Regions from separate parts of the Rattus norvegicus genome. Here region 1 is linked to region 2. The links are chromatin contacts, called in public Hi-C maps. All regions are on one chromosome and are shown on one strand. The core of a region is the stretch at or near the end of the contact, and the rest is flanking DNA. Distances in the headings are between cores, read along the strand shown.

Region 1 (4,790 bases), core at 1,600-4,099, 57 kb before region 2:
AGCGTGGGGCCTGCAGTCGTGACCCTCCCAAGCTCCCCTTTCTCTGTGGCTGCAAGCTGAGCGCCACTTTCCTAACACTTCCTGCATGCTTGGCTTTATTGTTCTACAAACTGCTGGCTCTAAACTTTGCCAAATTCCCTGGCAGATTGTATTTCTTTTTCTTGTCAGTTTAGAAGCATTCTCTATACACATAAAATTAACTATTTAACTGCGAATTTGAGTTGAGTGTCAAAATTTTAGTCTACTGATTGCATGTGGATCTTCACTGTGTAGAAATTATACACTATATACACAAAATATTATTTTATCAGTTTTTGGCCTTCGATTTGTTTTGTTGCATTTTCATCTTTAACCTAACTTTAAGTCACTGGTGGCGGTGGGGTGTTAGTCTATGATCAACCATGTTTCTTCCAGACACATACCGCACTTTCAATCCATATTAACTATCCCACTCTCTGCGTGCTATGCACTCAGTGTTCCTACAACGTGAGACATTGCCAGATTGGTCTTGAATCCCCAGGTCTGTGTGATGTGATCTGGTCCTAGTAGCTTGGTGCCATGTTCTGTTTGCCGTTTTAAGGGGACTGGTTTTGATACTGGAGTAAGCTGGTCAAGCAGGAGCTTGCAGCATGAATATAAGGACCTGAAACCCCAGCCTACATAAAAGCCAGGCGTGGTGCTGGGTGCTTGTGATCCTCCCCCAGGAAAGTGAGGCAGACAGATCTGCCCTGGGCTTAGCCCCTCTGATGGTCCCAGGTCCCAGACGAGACCCTGTCTCAGGAGCAGAAACAATGCAGAGGCTCCAGCAATGGCTCAGCTGCTAAGACTGCTGGCTGCTCTGGCAGAGGACTCAGGGTCACCTCCCAGCACTGCTTACAACTGTCTAATTCCAGTTCTTGTGGGAATCCGATACTCTCTTCTGGCAAGAGACAGAAAGTACCCAAGCAAGGTACTGTACACATGTGATGCATGATGCACTGATTACACACACACACACACACACACACACACACACACACACACACACACACACACGAAAACAGTCATACAGATAAAAACTCAATTCCAAGGAACCTGACACCCTATTCTGGACTCTCAGACAGACACATGGACACACACAGACACACACACACAGCATATACTCACACCGATGTATACATACACATAAATAAAAAGTATACCACCAAGGTGGACGGTTCCTAAGGAACAAACCCTGAAGTTTACTTCTAGCTTCCAAACAGACACATGCACACACTCGTGCATCTCTATTCATGTGTACACACATGCATATGTGTTCATAAAATCTTATTGACAAATGTATTCTATAAAATTTTATCAGAATTGAAAGTCGTATAATTCCCTAGGTATCTATTTTTTAGGTGTTTATAAGACCCTGATTTAAACATATGCATAAACTTTTATTAGTCACTTATGCTATAACTGTATTACCAAACTTGTAAGCGTACATCACTAATACAATGACCTAAGTAGAGAGTAAGGCGCCATTTTTCTTTTGTAATATTTTTAACAATCTTTTCCAGTCACTGCTGAGCACATCTCTACTTAGCTCTGAGTTTAGAGAGATGGACTGAGTACTTTACTACTTAGAATGACTTTTAGTTGGGACTTTTGCTTAGTAACTTGTCTTACTCATTTGTGCATCTGCTTTTAAGACAGGGTTGCAGGTAGCCTGCAATTCTATAGAGAGAATGACCATAAACCCCTGTTCCTCCTGCCCTAAGTGTTAGGACTACAGGCCCTTCTCCTATGTTGTCCAAGAGCTCTGACGCTGAGCTCCCATAGCCTCTGGGAGGCCAAGGTCTCTGTGTTTGTTTAGTTGTTTCTCAAGTCTTAATCTACATCTTCTTTTTGGACTGATGATGTCGTGCTTTGTCCTTTATCTACTGAAATAAATACCAATGTTGACAGAATCGCACAGTCCCATGAATATCCTGTCTCTGGCTTACACCCAAGCAGGTCAAAGTGCCGTGGAGCTCACACATTGTGAAAGTCTACTTGCTTGGGCTCTGCACCTGTATTTGCGAAAGGACCTGGTGCCCAGTGACTTTTGCAAAAGCTTTCAGATTTAAAAGACACAAGCAAGGTGGCAATCTGTCCTCCTTCTGCAAAGTATTTCTAACATGCTCAGCTATGTAAAGTCAGATGCTTTACAAGAGACAAAGATTCCATGTTTTTATTTATGGTTAAATAAAGGACAGGCAGATGGCCACCCTTCATCCCCTACACTTCTCCTAAAAGGCATTCTTGGTGGAAACTAGAAAAGTTCAATGGGCTAAGGAAGAAGAGGCTTTAAATAAGAATTTAACTAGAATAATCTAGTGCTTCTCAAATTCTTTCCACCTCTTTGGGGAAGGAGAGAGGAAACATGTAGCCCTCGGGGCCAGAGCTTCACATCTCGGCACCCAGCACAGGTCTAATACATGGCTGACCCTCAAGTCTGCAGTTTTCAAAAAGACTTTTCCCCCGAATTAACAAAACGTAAGTATTCAAACTCCCTCGTAACAGAGAGCTCAGGGAAGTTCTGGAAACACAGCTCCTCACAAAGGCCGACCCTCTGCGCTCTCCCTCCCAGCACTGGCACAGCAGACTCCAGCTGCTGCTCCATAGCAGCGGCCACTCCACTGTTCAAGGGTTTGGGCCAAGCAAAACACTTTAGCTCCGTCAGCCTTTTCATAAGCAACTTGGGGCCACTGCTCCAGTCAACTTCTAATCCCTTCCAAGGTAACTAAGTTTGGACAATATTGACACCAAACTTATATCAGAGGAATCGTGTATGGTAAACCCAGCAAGCAACTGTTACACGTGACTCTGGTAATTGGCCTTGGAATCAGAGGTTAGCCATGGAGAGAAGTGGTTCCAGCAGGGGCAAGTGAGACAGGAGCAGAGATGCAGAGCGGTGCTTAGAGTAATCAATGCCCCTCACAGCCTCTGGCATTTGAACACTTGGTCTCCAGTTGGCAGCCCTGTTTGAGGAGGCTCAGGAAGTGTGTCACCATGGGTGGGCTTTGAGGTTTAAAAGACTCCTCTATGTGGTCTCTGCTTCCTGTTTGTGGTTAAAGATATGAGTCCTGAGCTGCTCCTGCAGCCATCCCTGCTGCTGGCTGCCCTGTTACCCCAGTGTGACGGTGAAGGCTCTTATCCTGTGAGACCTCAAGCCCACAACACCAGTCCTGTAAGTTGCCTCCACCATGGTGTTTTATCACGGAAATAGAAAAGTAACTGTGACACCAATGGTCTGCTTTTCTTGATTTATACAAATAAAACAAATCATACACTACTCTCACACACTGCTGGTGGGAAAATTACAACTCCAAGTGGTAAGAGAGCTGGGTAATCATTTACTTAGAACCAGCAACTGCACACACTTATGGATCGACTCTGAAGGTTCATTTAACAACAAAAAACACACGGCTAAGAGCTGTTCACAGCAGTGTTTTCTGTAATCACCATGTTATCAGAAACCACAGTACACCGGAAACAACCTAATATGGAAACAGGACAGAAACAGCATGTAGCACCACAACAGCGTGCCTGCTACCGTGATGGCGTGCCTGCTACCATGACAAGCACTGTGTGCTGAGAAGAAAACAAGGGACAAGTGATCAGTGGCTTCCAGGATATATTGAGTGATAGAGGCCAAAAGTTAGGTAGTTTACAGCTTACTCTTAGTGTAAGGAAGAAATAAACCACACACAAACACAAGACCTTATATAGTCTGTGCCTGCAATAAACCACACACAAACACAAAACCTGACACAGTCTGTGCCTGCAATAAACCACACACAAACACAAAACCTGACACAGTCCGTGCCTGCAATAAACCACAATAATAAACAACAATGAGAGCAAACGATTCGGTGAGGTAAGCAGAGCAGCCTGCAGTGCAGACTGGAAGAACGTCCTAGCACACCCTTCCCAGCATACACCGCTGCTTTCAGAACTTAATGAAGCTCCATGCAGACTTGCCACCAGCCATTCATCTGCCATTTGGTGCCCACTAATGTAAAAGCAAGGCCAAGCCATAGGAAGACAAACCAGTTTGGAAATTCATTCATTAACCATATACACGCACACTGTGGGAAGATATCACAGGTGAGGCAGGTACAAGATATAATGAGGCCTGTCATTGGACGAGAAGGAAGGAGGGGTGGGAGAAAAGTTTGAAGGAAGAGGAGGAGACAGGAACGGGAGAGGGGGAGGGACGAGAGAGTATCCAAGAGACAACACGGAGGCTGACATTAAGTACGCTGTACCTTTGTAGGTTGTTATGAATGTTCTTAAGGGATGGATGTGGACAGGGTTTGTATGTTTAGGTGGGCAATTGTATCCTATCAGTTGGCTCAGAGGCTACTGTGCTGTGTGTTCTTTCATGTGGCGATTTGAGTTTAAGAGAGTGTGCGGTGACAGAGACACCGGGCTGCTGTGGAGTTGGAATGTATGTTTCAGGCAAGATTCTAGCAGACATCTTGGGGCACTGCGGTGCAAACCTAGTAGGGGATAAAAGCCAGCCATATTTTTGTATATTTTTACAACAACAGCACACACTTTGGGTGCACCTGCTACAGTGTGAGCATTATCTAGAAATTAAGAATAGACAGGTCTCTACCTTCTTGTTTAGAACAAATCAGATTAGCATGGGTGGTTCTAGATGTGACGAAGACCAGCGAGAAGGGTGGGAGCTTTGTTTCAGTGGTTAATCCCATTGCCCAGTGTTCTCTAGGCCCTGGGATAGAGACCCCCCACTGAGACGTGAGGGTGACAGGGAGTGG
Region 2 (4,698 bases), core at 120-2,619:
CCATGAGCAAGCCTTTCTCTTCATCAATTCATCGGGATTAGTAAACCGGCCTCCCTGAAAATAGAACTGATATTTTCCACAGGCATGTATTCCTATGCTTTCACTATCTATGCTATCAGACTCTTTCTTTATGCTCTATGTTTCTGACCACGAAGTACCAAATGAAATATACCAACAGATAAGCACAAAAGAACCGTATCTGGCCAGAGTCTGCATGCACTTACATTTCCAGGTTGGTTGTTTTCCGAATAGCAGCGGTGAGGGCAAAGCCGCAAACTTTCACATTCAAGATGCTACCGAATACCTCTACACCCTCAAACTGCAGCAAGAAGCCACTAATCTATTCCTTCAAAAGCAATGTCTGTAGTCTGATTCACAACAATAGATTGCTCATAGGCAAGAGGATCAGCGAAGTTGTCCTCCAAACCAAAGGGAAACAGAAGTGAAGGGAGGTCCAGCCAGCTCATCCTTGCTTTTCTTTTCTTTTTTCTGGGAATCCGGATTGCATTTCCTGGTCCCCCCCCCCCGCCCCCGCCCCCAAGAGGGACCGCAACTGTGCCCTGGGTCCATAGCAGACACCCAAGTCAGTGCGTGCGCACGGAGGGCGAAGCGGCCGACCAGGGGACGCGCGCCCGCTGCAAGGGGAGCCGCTTTCTGTTAAATGCCATCAGAGCCAGCCCCGGCCGCACCACTTCGGCCCGAACGGCATTGACCGCCCTTCACTTGACAGGGTATTCCAAGGAGGCGCCGGAGAAAAAGGATGAGCCGGGGACTCGAGGCCGGGGGCACCCGCGGGCGGCGCGATGCGTCTCCCGCGAGCTCGGGATCCCCGGGAGGCCGGGCCGGCCCCCCACCCTCCGGCGGCCGAGGGCAGAGGGGTCAGCGGTGGAAGGGACCGCCCGCCGCGATGCCCCCTCGGGAGCGCCGGCAGTGGCTGCGGACGCCCATTCACCGGAGCCCGTCCCGCGGCCGCCACCGCCGCGGCCCGCCCGCCCCGCCGCCCCCGGGAGGATGAGAAAGACCAGGCAGAGCGGCGACGGCGGCCGCGGGGACGCGCGCCCGGCCGCTGGACCCGACCCCGGGCGGCCATCGCCGACCCCCGCCCGCGCGCCAGGCCGCCCGCGTCAGCTCCTCACCTCATCTCCGGGCGGGTGCGCGCGGCCGCCCCTCACACAAATCAGTGCAGCCCGCACGCCGCGCGGAGGAACGCAGGGTCCGCAGCCGCGCACACCATCCCCGCCCGCCCGCTCGCCCGCCTGCCTCTCGGCCGTCCCGGAGCCCGCTCGGGATGCTCCCTCGCGAGCCTCCGTACTACGGAGCAACCAAGCTGCGCGCCCTCCCTGTGCCGCTCCACTCCTCTCGCCCTCCGCTCCTTCGCTCCCTCGCTCCCGCCTATCTCCTCATCTCCCTCCGCCGCCGCCCCTCCGCCCACAGCCAGCCCTCCGCTCCACCCATAGATGGGCGGGAATAACCGCCTGCCAATCGGACGGCCGAGACCACGCCTTCTCATTCGTTCGCATGACTCCGCCCACTGGGGAAAAAAGGACTAGCCACAGGAATTGGAGGTGTACAGAGTGGCAGCGAGATAAACCAATTAAGTGGTTCGGGAAGCACCCTTTTTCCTCCCAGTCCTTGTCTCGTCCCATGAAGGCATAACTAGAGGTTTCTGGTCTATGCGTACGGAGATTTTTGTTTCATGATTTGGCGCTTTGCTCTTTTCTATGCGCGACAGTAGCTAGCATACATTTAACTAAATTGAAGGTTTTGCAGAAAGAACGTGGGAACGAGAGGCGACAGAGACAAAGACTGAAGAAAGATGGTAGGGAGTACGGTTGGAATGAGGAAGGGTGTGGCCTTTTACTCTAATTTGCATAAAACGGAACCCATCTCGGCAACGCCCAACTTCTCCCAAGTATTGGTGGTCCCTGGGATGACTCGCCTCTCTACAGGGAGGAGCATGCTGGGAATTGTAGTTCCGGGTTCGGTTGCTATGGCGCTCGTCACAGCCTCCCCCAGATCGGTCATCCTGCGGTAGTGACGGGCAGTCCGACCAATGGCAGTACTGTTTGGACCTACGAAGGCGGGCTCTCTGCAGAAGGACTGGGAAGGTGGCGGCGGCGAAGGCGCTGGCGGTTGAGGTTGCTCCAAGCCAGGTGAGCCAGGGAAGAACGATATGTGTCTCGTGAAATGGGACTTTGGGCAAAAGATGGAGAAACGTCTGAAGGAGTTGTCTAACCTTGGGGAGATTGGTGCTTCGCATCACACGCCGACCTCAGAGCTGCTCCTGCTCTGGCCTAGCTTGGCTGAGGCCGCTGAGGGGCGGGTAATACTAGATTTGACGGACAGTTCCTGACACTGGCTAGGTTTGGATTGTGGGTCTTTGCTTCATCCTCCGCGTTTATGTAGACAAAGGTCTAGAATTGCCTTTCTCTCAGTTGAGTCCTCCCCACCCCAGCTTCTCCCTACCACTGTTTCTGATGCTGTCTCCGTTACTACTTCCCTTGTCACCCTTCTTACCCTTTTCTTGGCATTTCCAATAAGCGGTTTCCTAAAGCAAGCAAGGACGGGTGTTCACAGTAATGGGGCCTTGGGTCAGGAATTGCCTGCTTCATCCAGTAGTCCATACTTGAGCCATACTAAAGAATTATCCCAGGGTCATGAGGAGGCTCAGATACTGATTCTGGATTTGGGCCTGATGGTCTGCATTTGTTTTTTGTTTTTTGGGTTGTTTTTTTTTTTTTTAAGAATATTTTGAGTATGGGCATCTTAAACAAGCTCCCAAGTATAGGCAGTCCACAGTAGATGCTGAGTTTTGCATTGCCAATCCAGGAAAAATGTTCTAGGCACCTAGGTGCTTTTAGATTTCCTGGGAGCCACATTTGGACAGTGTAAAGAGACCACATGAAATTAATTTTTATGTTCCTTTTAAACCAGTTTCTCCACATATTATTTCAACCTTTAAAAGAATCAGATATTTAAATGAGACCGTGTGTTCTTTAAATACTAAGCCTTGCAGATCTGTTGTGCATTTTACCCTCACAGCATACCTTCATCCTAACTGCATACCACTCAAGCGCTTAGTAGCCACCTGTGGCTATTAGCCGCCGTACAAATCCAGATGATACAAGGGACCATTGCAGAAACTCAGCAATGTTATTCAGGTGACTGCCAGTGACCATCCCCTTGCCACTCTGTTACATGGGCTCGGAACTACTTTCAAGATACAAGACTGAGCTTACAAAAATACTAGGAAAGAGTAACATTTATTAGAAGCCAGCTTTCATAATGCATACTCAGTCCTTGTAGCACCCGGCATCCTATTGCGGGATCCTGTGTCTTGGGAGTTCTACATCTTAGACATCAGCCACTGCAGTGTGTAATGATTACTGACTTTTTCTAACTAATTGCATCCCTTCTTCTGTGTCAGCATGTAGAAGGAGATGAGACACTCATATTTGAAACATTATTCCCCATGTAAAATCAAGCTGCCCAAGCCTGGAGAGCTAGCTCAGGATAGGAGTACTTGTTTCTCTCCCAGAGGACCAGGGCCCATAGCCATACAACCACATGTGTAACTAGTTCCAGGGGGTCTGAAGCCCTCTTCTGGTCTCCAGGGGCACAGGGTACACAGGTGAAATGCAGACACATATGCAAACGAAACACCCATACATACACACTTTTTATAAGTTTTTGTAAATTACAATCGAGCTGCCTGGCCAGGCATGGTGGCACATGCCTTTAACCCTAATGCTTGAGATACAGGGGCAATCAGATCTCTATGAATTCAAGGCTATCCTGGTCTACAGAGCAAGTTCCAGGACTTTATAGAGAGACCCTGCCTCAAACAAAGATATTCGTGGTAAAATATTTGTTAATTTAAAATTCTCCACGCTGCTTAATTAAGAGGAAAGATGAATACCTGAAGGAGATTCCTGAGCCTCTGTACCAGCCTCCCTTGAGGAGGAGGCTGGGAAAGGCTTAAGAACTCATAAAATGATGGGCTCAGTGGTTAAAAGCACCAACTGCTCTTCCAGAAGTCCTGAGTTCATTTCCCAGCAACCACATGGTGGCTCACAACCATCTGTAATGGGATCCGATGCCCTCTTCTAGTGTGTCTGAGGACAGCTACGGTGTACTACTCATACACATAAAATAAATAATTCTTCAAAAAAAAAAAAAAACCTCATAAAATAAAATGGCTCACTCTGAGATGACAAGTGTATTCCCCCTAGTGGTGTAGGCCTGGAATCCCACCCAGTAGATTGGCAGTTAAGGGCCAGCCTAGACAACTTAGTGAGACTGCCTCAAAGTAGTGAAAAAGAAGGAAGGGCCACAGACATGGTATTTCCCAGTTGTATTTGTGGCAAAGTCTTCCTGTCTCAATAGCTGGTTCAGGCTGGCTGGTCTCAGCCTCTCCAGCATGGTTGGCTAGCTGTATAGCCTTCGTAGACCACTACAACACTGAGCTGAGAACTCTCAATATACGTGGTAGAGTATAATATTTCACAAAGTAATTATCTCCCATTTTTATATAATATACTTTATGAGGAGGTTGTTTCCTCTTTCAGTTCTTTGTTTTCCCATAAGGAGAACATTCTTATCAGAGTTTTGAAGAAAGACGTAATATAAGTTGGGTGAGTGTCCTGGTAGCCACCAGGAGGAGAGACGCAGGAAAATTCATGTGTCTGAGTTAGTGTG

What was found. A called contact is a pair of places that touch in the nucleus more often than the background predicts.
Region 1: a contact with region 2 is called in a Hi-C map of liver, with 4 times the contacts expected there. The contact joins the enhancer-like site here to the promoter of Itsn1 in region 2. A contact is called at or near these places in 9 of 12 Hi-C or Micro-C datasets (the A7r5 cell line, the Rat2 cell line, Schwann cells and 4 more).

Annotation. Positions count from the first base shown.
Region 1 is chr11:44,519,545-44,524,334 of GRCr8, reverse strand. The region is part of intron 4 of Itsn1 (intersectin 1); the gene reads right to left. Among named protein-coding and RNA genes, the nearest start is that of Itsn1, 57 kb to the right of the region's middle. Within about 2 kb of position 2,849, at least 12 of the 93 cell types and tissues checked have an H3K27ac peak or open chromatin away from gene starts, as enhancers often do. A contact at or near this core is called in liver, where this site is marked.
Region 2 is chr11:44,461,218-44,465,915 of GRCr8, reverse strand. It overlaps Itsn1 (intersectin 1), which reads right to left and starts at 1,369. Exons shown (of 39, transcript NM_001136096.3): 1 at 1,137-1,369. It overlaps Cryzl1 (crystallin zeta like 1), which reads left to right and starts at 2,123. Exons shown (of 13, transcript NM_001013044.1): 1 at 2,123-2,153.